3 separate regions of the Rattus norvegicus genome follow, and all the other regions are linked to region 1. The links are chromatin contacts, called in public Hi-C maps. All regions are on one chromosome and are shown on one strand. The core of a region is the stretch at or near the end of the contact, and the rest is flanking DNA. Distances in the headings are between cores, read along the strand shown. Region 1 holds the start of Zbtb18 (zinc finger and BTB domain containing 18). Region 2 has its middle 120 kb from the start of Spmip3. Region 3 has its middle 58 kb from the start of Spmip3.

The links. A called contact is a pair of places that touch in the nucleus more often than the background predicts.
Region 2: a contact with region 1 is called in a Hi-C map of Schwann cells, with 6 times the contacts expected there. The contact joins the enhancer-like site here to the promoter of Zbtb18 in region 1. A contact is called at or near these places in 1 of 12 Hi-C or Micro-C datasets (Schwann cells) and 1 of 1 datasets of contacts at active chromatin or transcription factors (oligodendrocytes).
Region 3: a Hi-C map of Schwann cells shows a contact between it and region 1, with 8 times the contacts expected there. The contact joins the enhancer-like site here to the promoter of Zbtb18 in region 1. A contact is called at or near these places in 6 of 12 Hi-C or Micro-C datasets (the Rat2 cell line, Schwann cells, frontal cortex and 3 more) and 1 of 1 datasets of contacts at active chromatin or transcription factors (oligodendrocytes).

The regions. Positions count from the first base shown.
Region 1 is chr13:91,972,465-91,975,618 of GRCr8, forward strand. It overlaps Zbtb18 (zinc finger and BTB domain containing 18), which reads left to right and starts at 1,469. Exons shown (of 2, transcript NM_001401285.1): 1 at 1,469-1,630. The coding sequence starts at 1,618.
Region 2 is chr13:92,157,238-92,160,665 of GRCr8, forward strand. No RefSeq gene overlaps it. Among named protein-coding and RNA genes, the nearest start is that of Spmip3, 120 kb to the right of the region's middle. Within about 2 kb of position 2,029, at least 28 of the 93 cell types and tissues checked have an H3K27ac peak or open chromatin away from gene starts, as enhancers often do. A contact at or near this core is called in Schwann cells, where this site is marked.
Region 3 is chr13:92,215,394-92,218,607 of GRCr8, forward strand. No RefSeq gene overlaps it. Among named protein-coding and RNA genes, the nearest start is that of Spmip3, 58 kb to the right of the region's middle. Within about 2 kb of position 1,593, at least 31 of the 93 cell types and tissues checked have an H3K27ac peak or open chromatin away from gene starts, as enhancers often do. A contact at or near this core is called in Schwann cells, where this site is marked.

The DNA.
Region 1 (3,154 bases), core at 219-2,718:
CCCCACCTCTGAAAAACAAACCCAGAACCTCCGAGGGTCTGCGGTAGCAGTGGACGGGTTGATCCGTGGAGTGGATGTCTTCGGGCCATTGCGGTGCTTGGGACTCTTTAAACTGTCACTCACCCCCACCACCACCCCACTGGGTAAACGGGGTGATTAATGTCGGATATAGTGGAATAGGGCGAGGGCATCTGTGGAAAGGAGGGTGTGTGTGTGGCAGGGAAGTAATATATCTATCTGCACAGAGTGCCTCCCGAACGAGTTCAGAATTATGTCATTCACCGCGAAGTTACAGAAAGTTAGGTTTGTGACTCGTGAGCAAGAGCAGGACACAGTTGGGGTTTTGTTCTCTAGCTCCCTGCCTCTGTTTTCTAAGGCGAGCCTAAGTGGTTGTCGCCTGGGTTGGGACGCTTGTGCCTCAGGCCCCAACTTCTTTTTTCTACTCCTCAACCTCCCAAGAGTCCGTGGAGATGTGTCTGATATTCATAGATGTCGCAGCACCTTACAGGGCACCCAGCGACCCAGCCCCGGTTACATTAACATTTCATCAGCCATTAGAAAAGATCCACAAACTGTAGCCAAAAAAAGTTCCCAAAGTCTACACTTGGCTTCCCACCCCTTCTGGTGATCACAACCCCCTTCCCCCCAAAGTGATAGAGTCCAAGGACAAGACAAAAGTGACGACTTTTCTGAGCAGGAAGACGAATGTGTGGTCAAACAGCCATTCTAAGTGACTGTAGCAGGTTTCGTCAGTTTATTCATTTGCCTCATTGAACTGAAATACTTTCCAGGATTTCAGAAGTGCAGTTTCAGTTTGTTAATGCTGAGAGTGGAAATTTGCACTAACGGCGGCGGTGTGAACTGTTTTCCTGGGAGGTAGTTGCAGATAAGTTGCTTAGGTAAGAAAGAAACAATAAGGCGAACCACGCTGAAGTAATAGTTCTTAATAAGACTGCCAACATTTCGGAGATGTCTGCCATTATCTCCGCAGGGGAAGGGGGGAAAAACATGCTGTAATAATGTTGAAATGGGACTAGAGATGTCAAATGGGTTGGTTTAAAAATATCCCTAAGCTGCCTTTGAAACTAGACGTTGGAGTTGAATAAAAGTGAATGTGGGTTTCCTGAATAGCACCGAGCTCGAGTGTGCTGTCATATGTAAGCCAGTCCACCAACTTGAGGCAGAAGTGTTGCGATTCCATAAATACAGTAGGACTCCATATGCTGAATTTTTCAATTTCTTCTGTTAGAAAGTTTGGGGGGAAAAAGGAAGACTTTGAAGTATTTTGTTTATACTAACAGAAGAGAAAAGTTCTCCTAAGAAAAAGCTGGTGGCAGGAGTGTAGAGGAGTAGCATATGGCATTAAAGGAGCACAGCTGGAGGTAGCATTTCCATCTGAACATGATGTCAGAGCAGCTGACAGCCTGCCATCCCTCAGCCTTTTATTCTAACACACAGACAGGGAGTTAGTGTGTGCGGATCTGTGGTGGGGAAGGTATCTCGTTCCTCTCCAACATCATCTCCACTTTGCATCTGTCTCTCTTAGTCTGCTTTTTTTCCACCGATGTAACAGACCTGCAGCCAGCAAGACTCCGAGGGAAGGACTTAATCAAGTTTATGTGTCCTAAAGGTAGGAGTAGCAGGAGATTAGGTCGAGCATCTTTGTGTTTGGGTGTTTTATCTAATTTTTTTAAAATCACATTACTTTTCTAATCTACTTTATGAATAATGTGAAATTGAGCCTCAAGTGATGGTCTTACTGGAGTTGGAGTCTTGGGCTTGCTTGGTTATTTCTTCTGTTTGGGCGAGTAAATAACTTTTAATACACAGAAATATTTCAAGTTTTCAGATGGTAAGAAGGCTTTGGAATATGGCTTTTGGAGATCACTGTGGATTAAGATGTCTTTTGTTCACTGCTGTTTGGATTCCTTTTGCTTGAGGGGGGCAGAAATAGTAAACTGTCTGGAATCCAGCTTTCAAACTTACACGAAAAGATTATTCTGGTTAAGAAGCTAGGTTGTGTAATTAATTCCACTGTGAAACCTTATTCTTCAAAACACTCGGCAAGCATGACTGGAAGCAGCATACAGCTGTAGTGCTTTTGAAACCGGAGGGTTTTTGTAGTTGGGTTTTTTTGTTGTTGTTTTGTTTTTTTTTTTGTTTTTTTTGTTTTGTTTTTTAAGAAGGAAGAAAGAAAGAGAACTTTTGTTCCTAGGAGAATAGTTTGACCAGTTTCCTCATTTCTCTTTCAAATCTATATTTAAGAGATCTTTTATTTCAACCTAACAATAATTATTTGCAGGAGTTTTTGTGTTAGTGACTAATTTAGAACTTGTAGATGTGAGCTGCCTGAATTGGCCAGACAGCTGTAATCGCACCCCTCTATTCTTAATCTCTTTATCTGGGCAGCAGCTGCCATATGGCTACAGTCAGCTGGATCAGATGTTTATAAGCTTCCTTCTCCGTCCCTCTCTGTCCTCTCAGCCTCCTAATTTGATCACGGCTACCTTGTGAGCTGCCCTCCAATCTTTATTTTTAGCCCTCTCAAGGATTAGGATTGATGTTAGCTGTGGGGCACTTAAACTGATTGTATTGTAAGTCTTGGTTTATTCTGTTGGTGGTGTCTTTCCGAAGGTGCGGGTCAGGATGAGAGTTTCGCTGTGTCTCAGCATAGTGTGGAGGAGAGAAGCCGTCTCTGGGTATTAACTGGCTTGCTCTCCATCAGATGCACTTGCTGAGATAGATGAGGGGAGCCCTGCCTTTGGTCCCAGGATGGGGAAGTGTGCTAAGCTCATCTGAGTTTTAGCTACCACAGTTGAATTTTGACCAGTTTTCCCTTCCCTTCTTTCATTCTCTCTTGCCAGAAAACATGGGAAAGATGCATAATTGGAAGAATAGAAGGTACTGGGGAAACAAAATATGTCAATTATTTTTGAAACAAAGTATTTTCTGTTGGATACCTAAGGCAGAGCCAGAAAAAAAGTTTATTTATTTTGTTTTTTTTTCCTAGGAAGGCTTTTAAAAATACTAAATATTTAACTCACACAGTTTTTGCACTTCATTTTATAGTGGTAAAAGTTTGATTAATTTTAATATGAAGTTTCTTTTGCCCTATAGCAGATCAAAGTTTAGATGAAATTTTTCATAGTTAACA
Region 2 (3,428 bases), core at 779-3,278, 190 kb after region 1:
AACATTACCTAAGCAACAAAATAACACAATAAAATAAACTTCGGTGCCACCATGGATACAACTTGCCCCGGTGTTTTGATACATATTCTTTCAGTCCTGTTTGTGTCAAATTCATTCATAGACAAGGTTATCACAGGACGAGGTTACAATGTATACTGTCCTCACTTTCAAGAAATAACTCTGAGCACACTGGGCAGTTTTAGTCCTGAAACCCAGGCAGCCTGAGGACCGGCAGGCTGTGCTCACTAGGTTCAAACCACATGAGTTTCATGGGGCGCTTGGCCACATTTAATTCCACGGCATAGCCCTGGGCACCAGGCAAGAGCAGGGGATGGGAGAGCCAAGGGGACTTAGCATAAGTCAACATGTTTGTTGATTCTGGACCAGTTGCCAAGCCAGAGGACAGGGATGCCTCATAGGGGAGACAAAGAGCTCAGATATGGCCAGGCACGGCACAGCGCTGCCTCTCTTCGGCAGGGAGGAATCCCAAGATTCCATCTTGCTGATACCGTAGTGGTCAGTGCTCCCAGGCTCTGTCAAAAGAAAGTCCGGGGCTGGGGGGTGGGGCTGGGGCACTGTTTATCTGGCATTTGACCAAGGCCACTGGGGCTCCCTTCAGAAACATTTCATAGGGGGCCAATTATTGTCACATACACTGAGGAGAAAGGTGGTCAGTTTAAAGAAAGTTTAGCTAAAACACCAGCAGCAGCAACAAAGCAGGCTCTCTATGGGGCGGCCGTGTGGGCACAGTGTTTGTAGGGAAGGGACACTGACCCCATTCCCTTGCATATCTACAAAGAAGCCCATCAAAGGAGCGCCCCAGCCCCAGTCATTCATAAGCATGAGAGAGGCCTTCATGCCTCCGCAGGCTGGCTGGAAACCAGAGGCGCCGTCAGCCGTCACACAATCGGCCCTGTAACACAGAGAGGTCTTGGGACCGAGCGAATTCTTTTGGGTAGCCAGCTTGTGCCTTCAACGATCTGCCAAAATCTATCTGGATGATGTTTGTACCCTAAGTGTAAAATATGGATTTCTTAAGGGGTGGGGATGGGGAGAAGAAAAAGCAAGGGGGAAAATGGAGTTTTCATTTTCTAAGCTCTTGCTAGCGGTGGGCCGTTCCGTGTGACCTCATTAGTTTCAACTCTGGCCCAGAGAAGGTTTCCTGTTTCTCCAAAGAGAAAGCTGAGGATGGGACTTACCTGGGGTGCCCTATGGAAGCAGTAAACAGAAAACCTGTAGCCTGCTTCCATAACTGGCATTCTTAACCTCTCTGCTGTTCTGGTCCCAACCTCATTCATGTTCAGGGTTCTTTTGGCTGCGTTGTTGATTCATTACTCTGTTCATGAGGGAAATAATGTGTTTTCCCGAGTGATCATAATTCATGTGAAATCTTACAGTACTTTTTTTTTTCCTAATAGACTGGCATTTCATGCAGGAAAGTACTAGAAGTTTCTAGAGTGGTGACCTTTGATCATATGTAACCTTTTGCATCTCTGATTAACAAAGGAGGGCATCACATAATGACCATTTAGCCATTCTACCTACCTAATATTTAGACGGGTTCAGAAAGGTGGACTAGAGAGCCAAGAATGAAAAGAGAGGAACAAGAAGGTGGAGAGTGGAGAAGACTAATGGCATCAGGTTAAAGATAAGGTTTGTCTTCCTTTGGACTCTTCAACACTGTCAGGCCCCAGAATGAAACTGTCCCCTCTTCCTTCAGAGCAATGCTTCTCTGGACTGGGAGCTGGCTGAGAAGCACACTGGAGTACTCCTGCCCGTGGGACAGATTCTGATAGCACTTTCTCCAGGGGTGGAACCCATGGCCCTGCGCCATCTCTGCCCTCTCAGCTGGACCCCACGAGGTCTCACCATGACAGCTGAGCAGGGTTAAGATTGCAGCCTTCAGCAGGCTGGAAAAAAACAGCTGCTGCAGGCCCTCTGCTCGCTGGCCTGCTCTCCACTGGCCAGTGGGACATTAAGGCCTTTGTTATTCACGCAGCAGTTGGAAGGAATCTCTGTCCATTTAAGGAAGGAAGCTGCAGGGTGATGCAGCCCTGGCTGTGCCACTAAGGAGTGACTCACTCACTTCTACCACATGAACTGCGGATGAACCCTGGCCCTTCCTCAGACACGGTCTCGGCCTGCACTAGATTGAACTTGATGGATTCTTAAGGACTATGTGCCATCTATGTAATAAGGCAAATGAAGCCCCATGCAACCAGGAACTGTGCTGTCTGTCTTGATAACATTAGAAATTATGAAGGGGGGAAATGGGCCAAGCCTGGGGAAAGAACAAGAGTGTAGCCACATTGTCTTATCTCAAAAGGAACCCAAGCCAGGGTATGTTGGTGGTCTGGCAGACCGAGGGCTTCTGGGAAAGACTAGCCAATAGCAGACTACAGCAGAGTCCATAAGGAGAGGTACTACTGGGTTCCGTTTCCTAGCTTTGTTACAAGGGCAGCTAGCTGGTGTCTCCTAGCTTCAAGTTCTTCCTCTGTCGAGTGGTCCCTACTTCACGAGTTTCCATAAATGAGGAGCTAAGCACAGTCCACAGCAAAAGTCCACACCAATCACTGGAAACAAGATTAAAAATGTACACATATACACCTATATATACACATGCATACACACATGTGAATGTATGCATGTGTACATATGCCTAGATATGCATGTATAAATTATACGTGAACATAATTTGATGTGTTTGAAAGTATATTTTATATATATAGCGAGTTAATCTGTGTTTTGTACACCAGTATTTGTATATTCTTACATGTGCTTATATGCACATGAGAAAAACATATATATATACATATACATATAGGTATATATATATAATATAAAGATTGGTCTATGTATACGTGTGGCCGCCTTTCTCTTTGTCTCTCTCTAGCTTGCTTACTCTGAGTGTGTGTGTGTGTGTGTGTGTGTGTGTGTGTGTGTGTGTGTGTGTGTGTGTATGCCTGTGTGGTGTAGAAAGTCTGGGCAGTTAGGCAGAGGGAGCAGTACCGAGGAGGCTCTGGGCATCAGGGATTCAGGGCTCTCACCTAAGCCTGTAAGGCAGTGGCTGCCCCCTGCCCATCCCCTGCAGCAGGGGACAGAGGAGAGGCTGAGCTTTATCAGGTGAGCCCTTATCTCAGAAGAGCTTTCCTTTCATATCCCCTTTGCTATTTCTAAAAACAGAACGCAGAGGCTACCACAGCTGCCAAGGTTTCTTTCAGGGGAGAATCCATCAGAAATTAGTTAAGTGCTTCCAGGATCAAAATCAATAAGTCAGGCCTGTGTCCTCCCAGTTAGAGGAAGGGTCAGGTGTGGAGGTGAGGGAGGAGGCGCCCTGACTGCTACAGACTGCTGCTGGTCATGAGCCCAGGAATGCCACCACCAGAACAGGAGTTTGCTTTTCCAGGCCTTCCTCCAGCTGCCCAGGG
Region 3 (3,214 bases), core at 343-2,842, 240 kb after region 1:
CTATTTGAGTTCCAGCCCCAGCCCAGCAGTAAGTCGATTAACTTAGGATGTTAAAATAAAGCTACAGGTATTTTTAAATTCAAGATGGCACAAGTGGGATAGGAAACAGCAGTGATGGGCTGTGCTCCTGTCCCTAATCTGCCACCAATTAGGTGTATAATTGGGGCAATCACTTCATTTCCTCGAGCTGTTACTTTATTTACAAAATAAGAGGCTCATCCATTTACTGAAACTCTCAGGCTCCTGTGGGGAGCTTGCCACTTCAGACGGGGGGGGGGTGGAGGGGGGCCTTTTTGGGCTCTGGAATAAGAGCCTCTCTAAGCTCAGGAGCTCAAGGTGAAATAAAATGTCCAGTGAGGTCCTGGGTAGTTCTGCCGAGTTGTGGGGGGGGGGGGGGAGCTGGGAGTTCACAGTCAAGGGACTGTTGGCTCTACCGCATCTTAATGCTATTCGCCATGGTCGTAATTTATCACCGCCTCGCCTTCCAAATAGATAGATTAGTGTAAGCCGGTCCCTCCAGCGAGCTTCTCCCATCTGCAGAGGGAGGAGGCCGCAGGACAGCTGCGAATGGGACTGGCGGCTTGAATTATGTAACAGTAGCAGAGAAAAGCAAAGAGTCTTTCTGAATTGATGCTTCTTGAGACTAGCATTACCACGAGTTTCTCTACCCCTGAACTCTCACCACACACAGCAAGGATGGCTTTGTCCCCAAGGTGGTTAATCCACGTAGCAAAGGGATCCTGTCAGCATTGCCAGAGATCTTGGGGTAATCAAGAGGCGAATGCAGATAAATCCTGCAGAACCGGGACCACTTTCTCTCTCCAAAGCCCTAAAGTGAGGGCCAGCTTTCCAAAAGCTCACGCTCCTAAGCTTGCTTAGCCCCTCTTGTGGCCGAGTCCTCCATGCTGGACCGCAGAGCCCTGCTCCCCCCCCCTCCCCTTAGTACACTTTCAGAGAAGTGACCCCAGTTGGCAGCCCAAGCTGCATGGACTGCGGTCAAATAACACCCAGATGAAAACTGCAGCTGATGGCCGGCCTTTCCGGTCAGTGGCTGCTGTGCACAGCTCTCTCCTGGCCTCCTGAAGTTCAAATGCCAGCCTGATTTTGCCCTGGAAGCGGCCCAGCCCAAACATGGAACAAAAGTTCCCTCTGACAAGCCTGTTTGGGTTCCAAAGTATGTTTTTATGCCTGTTGGCAAATAGAACCGTCACCAGCAACAATAACAACACTGTCTCCCCTCACTGAAGCGACTTCATTTCTTCACATTTGTTCCAGAGCCGGGGCTGGACAGATGAATAATGTTCGCTAAGGGGCTGGCCCAAGTCCTGACCTCCTGCCTCCGAGAGCAAACAGAAATGACACACAGGCTTATCTGAACTCCCAATTGCTTGATTCAAACCAAAAGGAGAGGAACATAATGCACGCTTCTATTTAAGCTACGTAGTCACCTAAGGGCTTTCGTTCTGTTTTCTCTTTATCCCTTAGTTTTACTTTTTATTGTTTATTCATTTGTCTTCTTCAGCAAAAGAGGACCTTCACCTCTCTACTGGTGCTCCAATGAAGCCAGTTTCTCAAAGACCGAGATTAACCTGACATCTTGTGGCCACACTGGGGATATACAAGTCTAGACAAACCAGAGCCTCACAAGATAGGGGGGTGGGGGTTACAGAAAATGTTTGAAAGGGTCTTCAAAAACATTTTCCACAGTGTTTTATTTAAGACATCTCGGGAAGTCATAAACTACTTTTTTGGGAAAACCACACACGGGACCATATTTAAGTACCAAATAATTATTTGTCTCTCTCACCTGAACAGAAAGCGTCATTTTAATGACTGGCTTCTCATCTATAAAATGGACTTGATGGTAAATATTACTACACTTTTCTGAGGCTTATATAAGATAAAGCCAATAAAACGACTATTGGCAATTGAGGGTAGCTTAGCGCTAGAGCCCATGCTTGGCATGCAGAAGGCCCTGGGTTCAGTTTCGATACCAAAGACAAAACAGTACGCATGAGGACACTAAGGATTCCTAGAGAAGTAGATTCTATACGCACACTTGGTTAAACCTCAAAAACTCTAAACCTGTTTTGATGCCTAACCCCGATATAGCATAAACCCTGGCCTCAGAATAGATAAAAAGAACGAATCCACACAGTCATATGCCTTCCTAAATATACCTACTGCCAAACTCTCTCCCTTGTGTTTCTCATGATGTAAGTACAGCCATTTTCTTTGGTCTGTCTGCTTAGGGCCAGCAAGTGAACCGTGAGGAATGAAGAGGCGTCTCGAGGAGTTAAATCAGTTAAATCACAGGACTACATGGCGCCTGATCCGAGTGGGGCTTGAGAATCTAACTGTGTCTCCTGTTCACGGTGCTAGGAGGAGGGTCTTGGTGTGACTGGGATGTCGGAGATCAAACCTTTGTCTTGTAAATGCTAAACATGTTCCAAGTGCTGAACATGAACCCTACCACTATGCCACCCCTCTGCTTGTACCTCATCTTCTGGAAAAAGCAGGGAGTCCAACACAGCAGCTCCAGAAGCTCCTGGGTGTCTGTGTCCCACAAGGGTGATGCAGGGTGACTCATGGAATACAAGATGGGTCTGGCTATTGCTGCTGTGCGGCTTGTGGTGTGGAGGAAGCCAAGAGCTCCTGTTGTCAAAGCTGGAAATGCGCATTTCTGCTAAATTTCAGTTCTGCTAGGGTCAGTGGGCCAGCTAGCTACTGTTCCGCCTACGGACAGCGTTCAAGCTCTCCCGGGAGCACAGAGCAGCTTCCCACTCACAGATGACCTTTTCGGTGTCCTCTACTTACTGAATTCACCACTCATCTCCCTAGTGTATGAGGTGAGCTTAGGGTGCCACTGACAGCAAGATCAATAGTTTCACCCGGAGAGAGTAGCACGCCAGCCAAAAGGACCTCAGATCCTTGGGTGAATGGTAAGGACAGATGGCTCAGACTTCTAGCCATCTTCCCTCTAAGCTGGGCTTCCTGGACCTCCCTCCACACTGTCTAGAGGACTAACAGGAAGGGGGGGGGTGCCCCGCAAAGGGGAGGGTAACAGGATGTGAGGGGCAGATGTTCAAAGAACATTATAAGCTTGTCTAGAAATGTCCTTATGTAATTCAGTACAATAAAAATTAAAAATAAAAACTTGTGAAAAGGCAAAAATCCCCTGCGGATAGACAAGTGTTGGTTGTTCACAATAAAA